2 separate regions of the Rattus norvegicus genome follow, and region 2 is linked to region 1. Evidence: chromatin contacts called from public Hi-C data. All regions are on one chromosome and are shown on one strand. Each heading gives the region's core, a stretch centred on a gene start, on an enhancer-like site or on the middle of the called end of the contact. The rest is flanking DNA. Distances are from core to core; before and after follow the strand shown. Region 1 overlaps Mob2 (MOB kinase activator 2). Region 2 holds the start of Dusp8 (dual specificity phosphatase 8).

Region 1 (4,115 bases), core at 716-3,215:
TTTTTTGCTTCTCATTTGAGCAGATGCAGCCGCCCTCCTGTGTCTTTCCCAATAAATCTCTTGTGTGAGGTTTGTTGTTTGTGTGGTGTGGTTTTGTGGTATTCCTTGGCTCCCACCTGCTAGGATACCTTTCCCCTCAGAGCTGCAACACTTGTATAAGGACATTCCTGAGCAGAGGCCCCATGGGCCACACACACCAAGATTCTTCCTTCCAGGCAGGCCAGTTCAGAAAGGTGCACAGCTACCATCAAAGCTTCAGAGGAAGGAGCACCCATGGGAGGTACCAGGTTGCTAACCCAAAGAGGTCTCCCAGCCCTGTCACCCTTCGTGGAGTGAATGCAAGAGAAAACAACCCCCAGGGTTAAGGCTCTGCCTAGCACTGAGACTCCATCTACTAGTTCCCATGTAAAGGCAGAGGAAATAAGAGAACCCAGCCTCCTCACATTCCAGACTGCACAGGACTCTTTGTTAAATTTCTACCTTGTTTTGAAAAGTTTTTTTAAATAAAATTATGTTGCTCTGTTAACAGAAAGTGAGCTTATTAACCCTATTTTAAACAACAAATATATGTCTTTAAAATGTATCGTTTTCACTTGAATAGAGATCCTAAACTTATGAAGCAGCACACCCCAGTCTCACACATGCTCAATTCCTCCTGTTCAGTTACTCAAACACTGGCGGCAGCACTGAGCCTTCGGCTCTTGGTGAACAAACTTCTAGGCAGGCACTGAGATGGGATGTGACCCTTATGAAAGGAGACCTACAGAGCCCGACTGCCAGTGACTACCTGGCCTGAGTTATCTATGGTATGCTTGCCTACCAGAACAGATGGCTCTGCTCAAGTTTCTGTCATGAACTAAGTCTGTGAGTGATTAGAAAGACTTGTTGACCTGAAGTCTCCCTGGTGAGCTCCTTGAGATAGTCAAATGAAGTAGTTTACAGATGCTCCTGGCTGGCCATGTCAGACTAGCACACTGGATAACAGGCCCTTCTAGGCACTGAGCACACAACACTAGAAACAAATGAGTCTCTACCAATCTCTGAACTACTAGCACCCACAGATCTGACATGGTCAGGCTTCAGGATCAGAGTACTGGGTGATAAGTCTGAGAAGCACAATGAATGTTCCCATAGCAAAGCTGAGTCTTGTCTTCACGTAATCAAATTAATTCTTCTGACTTTTAAAAATATGAGGTAAATTGATACTGGCATGAAGCCTTGTGACCAGAAAAGGTTGGGTTTTTTGTTTTGTTTTTTTATCAGAAACTCTTAATATGGCATTCTATGGGAGGTGCTGGACAGTTGGAGGTCCAAGGAAAGAAACACAGTATGGCCTTCTCTAGTAAGGCAACCAATTCCAAGGAGCACCCGCTGTCCAGAGCCTACAACAGACCAGGGAAGTAAGAAGAGGAGCAGATCCAACAGAGGGGTCCTGTGTCCCAGAAGCAGTCTCCTTGTACCCACCTGCTTCACAGGAGTGAGGAGCAGCTAGACTACCTAGCAGGGAAGAACAGTGTATTAAAGGAATGACGTATGGGTCTTGGAATCCTTCAATCAGAAGGATGCAAGTAGTGGTGCAGGAGGCAGCCTTTGGCTCAGATTCTCACCAGGCCCTCTGCAGTTAGCGCCCCCTGTCCAGATGAAGATAAATGTAGGTAGGCCTTCAGGCCAGGGTACCAGCTAGATACCTGTCTTTCTGTCCTGAGAGCACAGGCAATTAGGCCAGCTACCATGCATGGCATTAGGAGGCAGCTTGGCTTGGCCCTGAATCCTGTGTTCCACAGCCCCAAGAGGCTACATGGGGGTAGGGTGAAAGGTCTTTCTGACTGTGACCTATTTTTTCCTTTCTTGTGCTTTAAAAGGTTGCTGGTGGTTTATTTAAGAGAAAGAGGAAAGAAGAATGTTCTCTGAATGCCAGGGAAATGTTTTCCTTTTGGCTTCTCGTGGCAGAGCTTAGCCTTAAAAGGCGATGTGTGCTTGGCCTCTAGGGCAGGGCCAAAAGCAGCCAAAACCAGGCGGAAGACAGTGTAGGGTACAACCCAGCCTTTAGGCTCCTGGCACAGGACAGGCTCTAAGGGAAACAGCATGGAAATCTGTTAGGGCAGGTGTGGATGTACCACATAGAAAGAGAGCACTTTAAGGCCCCAGCATGAGCTTGAGTCCTTGTAGCCCAGCAGAGTAGACTTCAGCCTCTCTGGGAGTTGTGGACAAGCTCCAGGAGGGGCTCTGCCAATGACTTTGGGACACATACACTCCTTGTCCTCAGCACTTCTCTGAATCCTTGTCTTCTACTACTAATGTGTGCTAAGTTCATCACCATTCAGTCAGAAAGAAGAGATCCATCTCTTGAACGCTGGACCAGGCCTGTAGTGTCCTCAAAGGGTAGGTTTTCCTTGAAACTATCAACTACCTTCTGTCTTCTGTGTATCCTATCCTAGAAACTAAGACTACAGAGCAGGGTGCTGGTGAGGGCCAAGCTGTCAAGTCGTTTCCATGCTCTGTGGCTTGGGATGTTCACCTGCAAACTAAAGGGAGTAAAGACAGGACAACTAGGAAGGTGGCTGGTAAGAACCAGCCATCACCATGGCTTTGAGCACAGTTGAGGATCCATTCAGGGAGGGTATCCTATGAACAGCATTTTACCCTTACTCCCACTCACAGTTACAAGGGAGGACATAGCTCCTCTGGGCAGAAGCTACACCCCAACCTAGTGGGGAAAGGAGTCCCTGAAAGGCCTCCCTCCTTCTAGAATGGGCCACAGGAACTTTGGGTGATGTTAAAAGGCAGCAAGTAGATGCCATGCTAGATGACAGCATGTGCACATGAAGCCCAAGCCTTTCCTGTTTTAGTCATATCCCCATTTAGTTGCTGTCCCCTGTCACATGGGCTCAACTTGAACCCTGGAACATAGTGCACTCTGGGACACTATACTGCCAACCTAAGTTTCTCAGTCCTAGTCACAGAGTCCACACTTAAGCAAGAGGAACAAGAGGTAACATAGGACCCACATTCTGCTTGAGAAGAATATGGTAGTTGCTAGTAAAAAGGCTTCTTGAAGGACATCAAAAGCCTTACTCTATTTCTTTTCCTGACGGGGTTTTAGCCAGGGCAATAGAATCATCTAGAGGACCAGTTTTAGCTCCTTTGCCAGTGACTGTTTTCACACGGTTAGGCTGGGCAAACAAATATCTCCCAGGCTCTGAGGCAGGCTGAAAAGACCATACATCAGTGGCTGGCCATACCTGCACACTTTCCTGAGGTCACAGGCTCTGCCAGCTTCACTTATACCACTCGCCACTGTGACCCATTTAGAGGGAGGACTATACAGACAAAGGCTTGAGTGAGCAGCAGTATAGGACTGTACTATAGGGACTAGGGAGTGGGTGCCACATGTCAGTATACCCACAAAACTGCTATAAGCTCCTGGAAAAACACTCCTAAAACAAAGCTCCCAACAGCGAGGCTGAGGCTGGCCCCTGAAGAGCATTTTTAGTTAAGTAAAATGCCTACTTTAGAGGTATACACACTCTACCAGAACCAGCTTCTTCTTGTCTCCCACACATCCACCTAGCCTTAGATTCCTACTCTCTGCTTCAATGCCTCTGCTGCCACAGTGCTCTGCCCTCCCTGCCCATATGGCAAACTCCCCCTAGTCCTCTAGGACCCCAACTATGAAATGCCACATCTTCTATTCTAGCTGGCCACATCCCATGACACTGAACCCTTTGGCATCCCTAGCACCAACTATGATCCAATCCTTATTTAAAGTCTGACCTCTGAGGAGCAAAAGAAATTTGCAGAGTTAGTAAAAAGAATCTCTATGGCAATGAATTGTCAAGCATGAAACTGGGATGGCTCTAACACTGTTGGTAGGAAGTAGGCCAGCAGCATCTTTCTGGGACCAGGATGATAAGATGCTATGTTGGCATCTGCTCTTGGCCTGCAGTGAGGCTTAGCCTGCTTCCTCCCCACAAAGCCCCATTTGGAGCTCCACCTTAACTCCCCCAGCCTCTGACCCAACACAGATGCTCACAAAGCAAAGTATTCTAGGAGAGAAATGCTCAGACTTGGGAGAGGCATACATGGCAAGTCAAAGAATGAAGGACTTAAGAGCA
Region 2 (4,115 bases), core at 466-2,965, 77 kb after region 1:
AGACATTACAATCGCCTGGAGTGCATCACACAGTTGCACACACACCCTTGCCTTCTGCCTTCTGCATACCAAAGCCCCTGGTGCCCACATACCAAGTGCCAGTCCACTACCTTTCACACTGGGGTTCCCACACGACATGTTCTGACTCCTGAGCCCTTATGTGACCAACAGAAGCTCAAGTCCTGGGTCACTAATCTACTCCTCTCAGTGCCTAGCAACAAGAAACTCTCTACTTCTAGAAATGGCTGCCAGGACCATTAGCCACTGCAAGACTGGGTCGCTTCTCACAACGGTCTGACCTGGTCATCCCTGCTCACAGCCAGGCAGGCTCTCAGGAAAGAGTCAGAAATTAGGAGCCCAAGATGCTGAGACACCAGCTTACTGTCACACTGGGCACTTCTGAAGACTGGCAGGGATCATCTCCTAGAGGGAGGGGCTCAAATGTCCCTGCATGGCAGTTGAGGCCTTGGCTTCTCTGACCAGGCTGTTCTGCACCCTTGTCCCTGGAGAGGGGACAGAAACATTTTCTCAGTCAGGCAAATGGCCAAAAAGAGACAGTGGAGGCCCGAGAGAGCTGTGGTCCTGAGAGATCCAGTCAGGTTCTTTGGCTCACACATTTCTTAGGATCACAGCACAAGGATCTCTCTTGCTGTGGGTTCAGCCTCTGTCCCTGCTTCCTCTGTAAACTGCCTAACAGACTCTCTCCAAACCCACCCACAGAGGTACCACGCCGAGCCACTGTCCAGTTGAAACTTCTCAATATCAGCCCAAGAAGAAAGATGTTGGCAGGAATCCTATACACATCGACTTGAAGCATCCTTTTGCATTTGTGTTCAGTGCTAAGTCCCCAGAGGCACCCTCAAGTGTCCCCAAGGGCACAGGGCAGGAGGAAAAGAGAACCTGCCCAGCAACTCTCTTGAGGTCCCTAAGCTTACTGCAGCAGTCAGACATAAAGATGAACCTACAGCTCCTGGTCACGTGATTCGCTCCTCTGTAGCAGGTGCCTGTTAACCAAGGAGTGAATGCACGGGGACTCTGACCTCCCAGGGCAGAGCCTGGCACTGTAAACTACCCTCACCCACCCAGCTACCCTAGAGGCAAGCCAATAGGGAATGGGTCTACAGGTCATTGAATTTCCATTTTGAATTCATTCATACCGTGAAAGAAGCCGTGCCCCTGACCTGAAGCACCTCCATCCCCACCCCATGCTGCACAACAGAGCATTGCAGATGCCACACTGGTCCCCCACCCCCATCACTGCACCACCAAGGCCCCCAATCTTCCTGCTGCAGACGCAGCACACCCTGTCAACAAGGAGTCAGAGGCAAATTTATTCCAAGACGTCTGATCTAGTGGAAGCTGAGCTGTTCTTGCTCCTCCACCTGCAAGGTTTGGCACACGGGTACCCGCGGCAGCTGACTGGCTGCTCCCTCCCAAGGTAGGCAGATAGGCCAGGGAGACAGGCTGCAGGAGGCAGCCGTGCCGGCCCCTCCCCCAGCATCGCGCCTACTGCCTCTGCGTTGGGTAAAGATGTTCTTTATCCGCAGAGGCGAGTGGAGCACCATGAAGTGGGGGTGACGGGACAGCCATGCAAGCCGAAGAGTGGGGGGTCCTAGAGCTTCCCCTCCAGATAAGGAGCCTACCGCAGAGAGCCGACCCTCTGGCGTCGGAGGTTTTTCTGCCCCTGCCCACTGCAACCGTGGACGACCTTCTCCAAATCTGGCTGCCAGCGGGGGCGCCTCGCAGGGACTCTCACCGATATGTGCTGGATCTCAGCCCTCCCCCGCAAATCCCTAGGTCTCTTAGCCCTCCAGATAAGAAGGAATATGCAGAGAAAGACAGCTCACTGCGGGCGCGGATCTGCAGCGCGCGCTGCTCGCGGGGTAGAGCCACCTATTCCTCCGTGCTCCAAAGAGCTTCCTTCAGGACGCAAACCCGCAGAAACCTCCATACTCCCCGGGGCCCACACCCGGCTTTGGACCCGACCGGTGTCAGCGCCTGGCTCACCTGGCTCTCGCTTGCCCTGGGGTTGCCCCCGACGTCGGTGCCGCGCTCAGGGCGCCCGCTCCGTTCCGCCACCCATGGGCCCGTCGGGGGCCCGCGTAGCCGGGGCAAGGGCCGGAGAGGCGCGCGGGGCGCGTCGCCGCCGCCGCCGTCGTCGTCGCCGCCACCGCGGGGAGCGCTCGCTCGGGACGGAGCGCGCGTACTGCGGTCGGGCACGCGCGCTCACGGCGCGCATCCCAGCCCGCGACTTGGCGGGCGCGGCCGGCGGCTCCGGCCCGGCTCAGCGTCCGGCGTCCGGCGTCCGGGTGGGGCGGGGGTCCGCGGAGCCGGCTCGGCCACCGCGGGAGCCGCGAGTGACAGGCCCGGGGCGGAGGGCGGGGCTGCCGGTGGGGATGAGGTCATGCCGAGCGAAAAAGCCCCTGACGTCACCTGCAGCCAATCAGAGTGAGCCGCTCGGGGGCAGGTGACGTCAGCGGAGCGGGCGCTGGGTGCGGAGCCCTGGCGGCGGCCGTGGGTCTCTCTGCCACCGCCCTCCGTCCCCCGCGCCCCAAGCTTCTCGGGCATCGGTTCTTAAAGGGACCACGCACACTGGGGCTCCCCACCTCCAGGAAGCCTTCCCAGCCCAGGGCTCCTGGTATTCCCCAAGAACCCTTAGCATCGCGGCCCTCTAACCCGCGCCTATTGACCCAGTATGCAAGGGTCCTCCTTTCTAGGCCCTCCTGGACTAGAGATGTCGCGGGTTTCTCTCCTTCCCTTAGCCTTTGTTCGCGTGTGGACGCCCTCCCAGAGTGCGCCTCCCCTGCCCCAGTGAGGCCCCGGTACAGCGTCTCGGACACCCGTCCCGGCAAAAGGCCTTACCTGCGGCGTCCACGTTTGTCCTCTCCACGACCCCTGGAGGTGGAAGTCCAGCTCTCCACTTTGCGGGAGAAGCTCCTAGGTGATATGGTTTGCCTCAGGTCACTCATCCCGGGAACTCGGGGGGCGGGGCTCCAGACCCACCGGTTTGCTCCCCAGGGCGGCGCTGTCGCCCCCCCCCCCAACCTATGACATCCAGCTCTTGATGCTTCCAATGAAAAGCCGCCTGGAAACAGACCTCTACTCCCACCCCGACGTCTCCCCTACCCGCTGGGGACTGTCGGCCCCATCCCACTGTGCGAACACAACCACGTGAGCACGCAGAACAAAACATGGGTAATTACAACTAGGGCAGAAATACACAGGGGTCAGGCAGATCTGAGAGGAAGGAGAGTCTTTTGCCAAAGTGGTCTACCTGCAAACATAAGCCACGTTTCCCTTAGTTTTCCCCCTCCTCGAGAACACACTCTACAACCCAGGTTGGCCGAAAATTCTTTATTGTATCTCAGACCGGTCTTAGCCTTCTTAGTGCTGAGATTACAAGCACCCACCATGATGCCAGACACTTCAAAAAAAAAAAAAAAAAAAAAAAAAAAAGGACCTGACTAGGCAGGTGGGTGAAGGGGGTGGGGGCCAGATAGCATGAGTTTTCTGTGTGTGCGTGTGTGTGTGTGTGTGTGTGTGTGTGTGTGTGTGCGTGCGCTAAGGGAGGGAGTATCCTAAACTTCCCCTAGTGTCCTTCTCACTAGGTTAAGGACAGAATTTAGGAGATGACTGGTTGAAGGAAGGGTCACAGAAAGTGAAGCAGACACAAAGAAGCACTCCTATGCTAGCTATCCCAGGTTGCACAGGAATACTACGAATCACAGTAGGTATTGGGCAAGGCTCTGCAGGGACCTTCTCCTACTGTATCCTGCTTGGCTTGGTTGTTATGAGTGTTTAGAAACGGCTTGCAGAAACCTCTCTATGTAGCCCAAGGGGAGACTGCAAGTCTAGCCTGGGACTAATGCAGGTTGGAGGGAAGAGATGTCTCTGGCTCAGAAATAGCACAAAATAAACAAACAACTTGGGAGTGCTGCCAGGAAGGAAGCATGGGGAGCCCCAGGGATGTTTGGGGTTGGCTCTGGGTTCAGACCTTTGTCTCCCTGACTCAGGCTGGGCCCTGAATGGAGGCCTCCCGCTGAAGGTAGCTCTTGAGGCCGAAGATGGCCAGCTCTACTGGATACTTGTTCAGGTCAGTGTTGGGGTGGCTGATG

What was found. A called contact is a pair of places that touch in the nucleus more often than the background predicts.
Region 2: a Hi-C map of the A7r5 cell line shows a contact between it and region 1, with 2.1 times the contacts expected there. The contact joins the promoter of Dusp8 here to the enhancer-like site in region 1. A contact is called at or near these places in 5 of 12 Hi-C or Micro-C datasets (the A7r5 cell line, frontal cortex, hepatocytes and 2 more).

What each region holds. Positions count from the first base shown.
Region 1 is chr1:206,533,351-206,537,465 of GRCr8, forward strand. All of the region lies in intron 1 of Mob2 (MOB kinase activator 2), which reads right to left. Among named protein-coding and RNA genes, the nearest start is that of Mob2, 44 kb to the right of the region's middle. Within about 2 kb of position 1,966, at least 26 of the 93 cell types and tissues checked have an H3K27ac peak or open chromatin away from gene starts, as enhancers often do. A contact at or near this core is called in the A7r5 cell line, where this site is marked.
Region 2 is chr1:206,610,726-206,614,840 of GRCr8, forward strand. It overlaps Dusp8 (dual specificity phosphatase 8), which reads right to left and starts at 1,716. Exons shown (of 7, transcript NM_001108510.1): 1 at 1,644-1,716.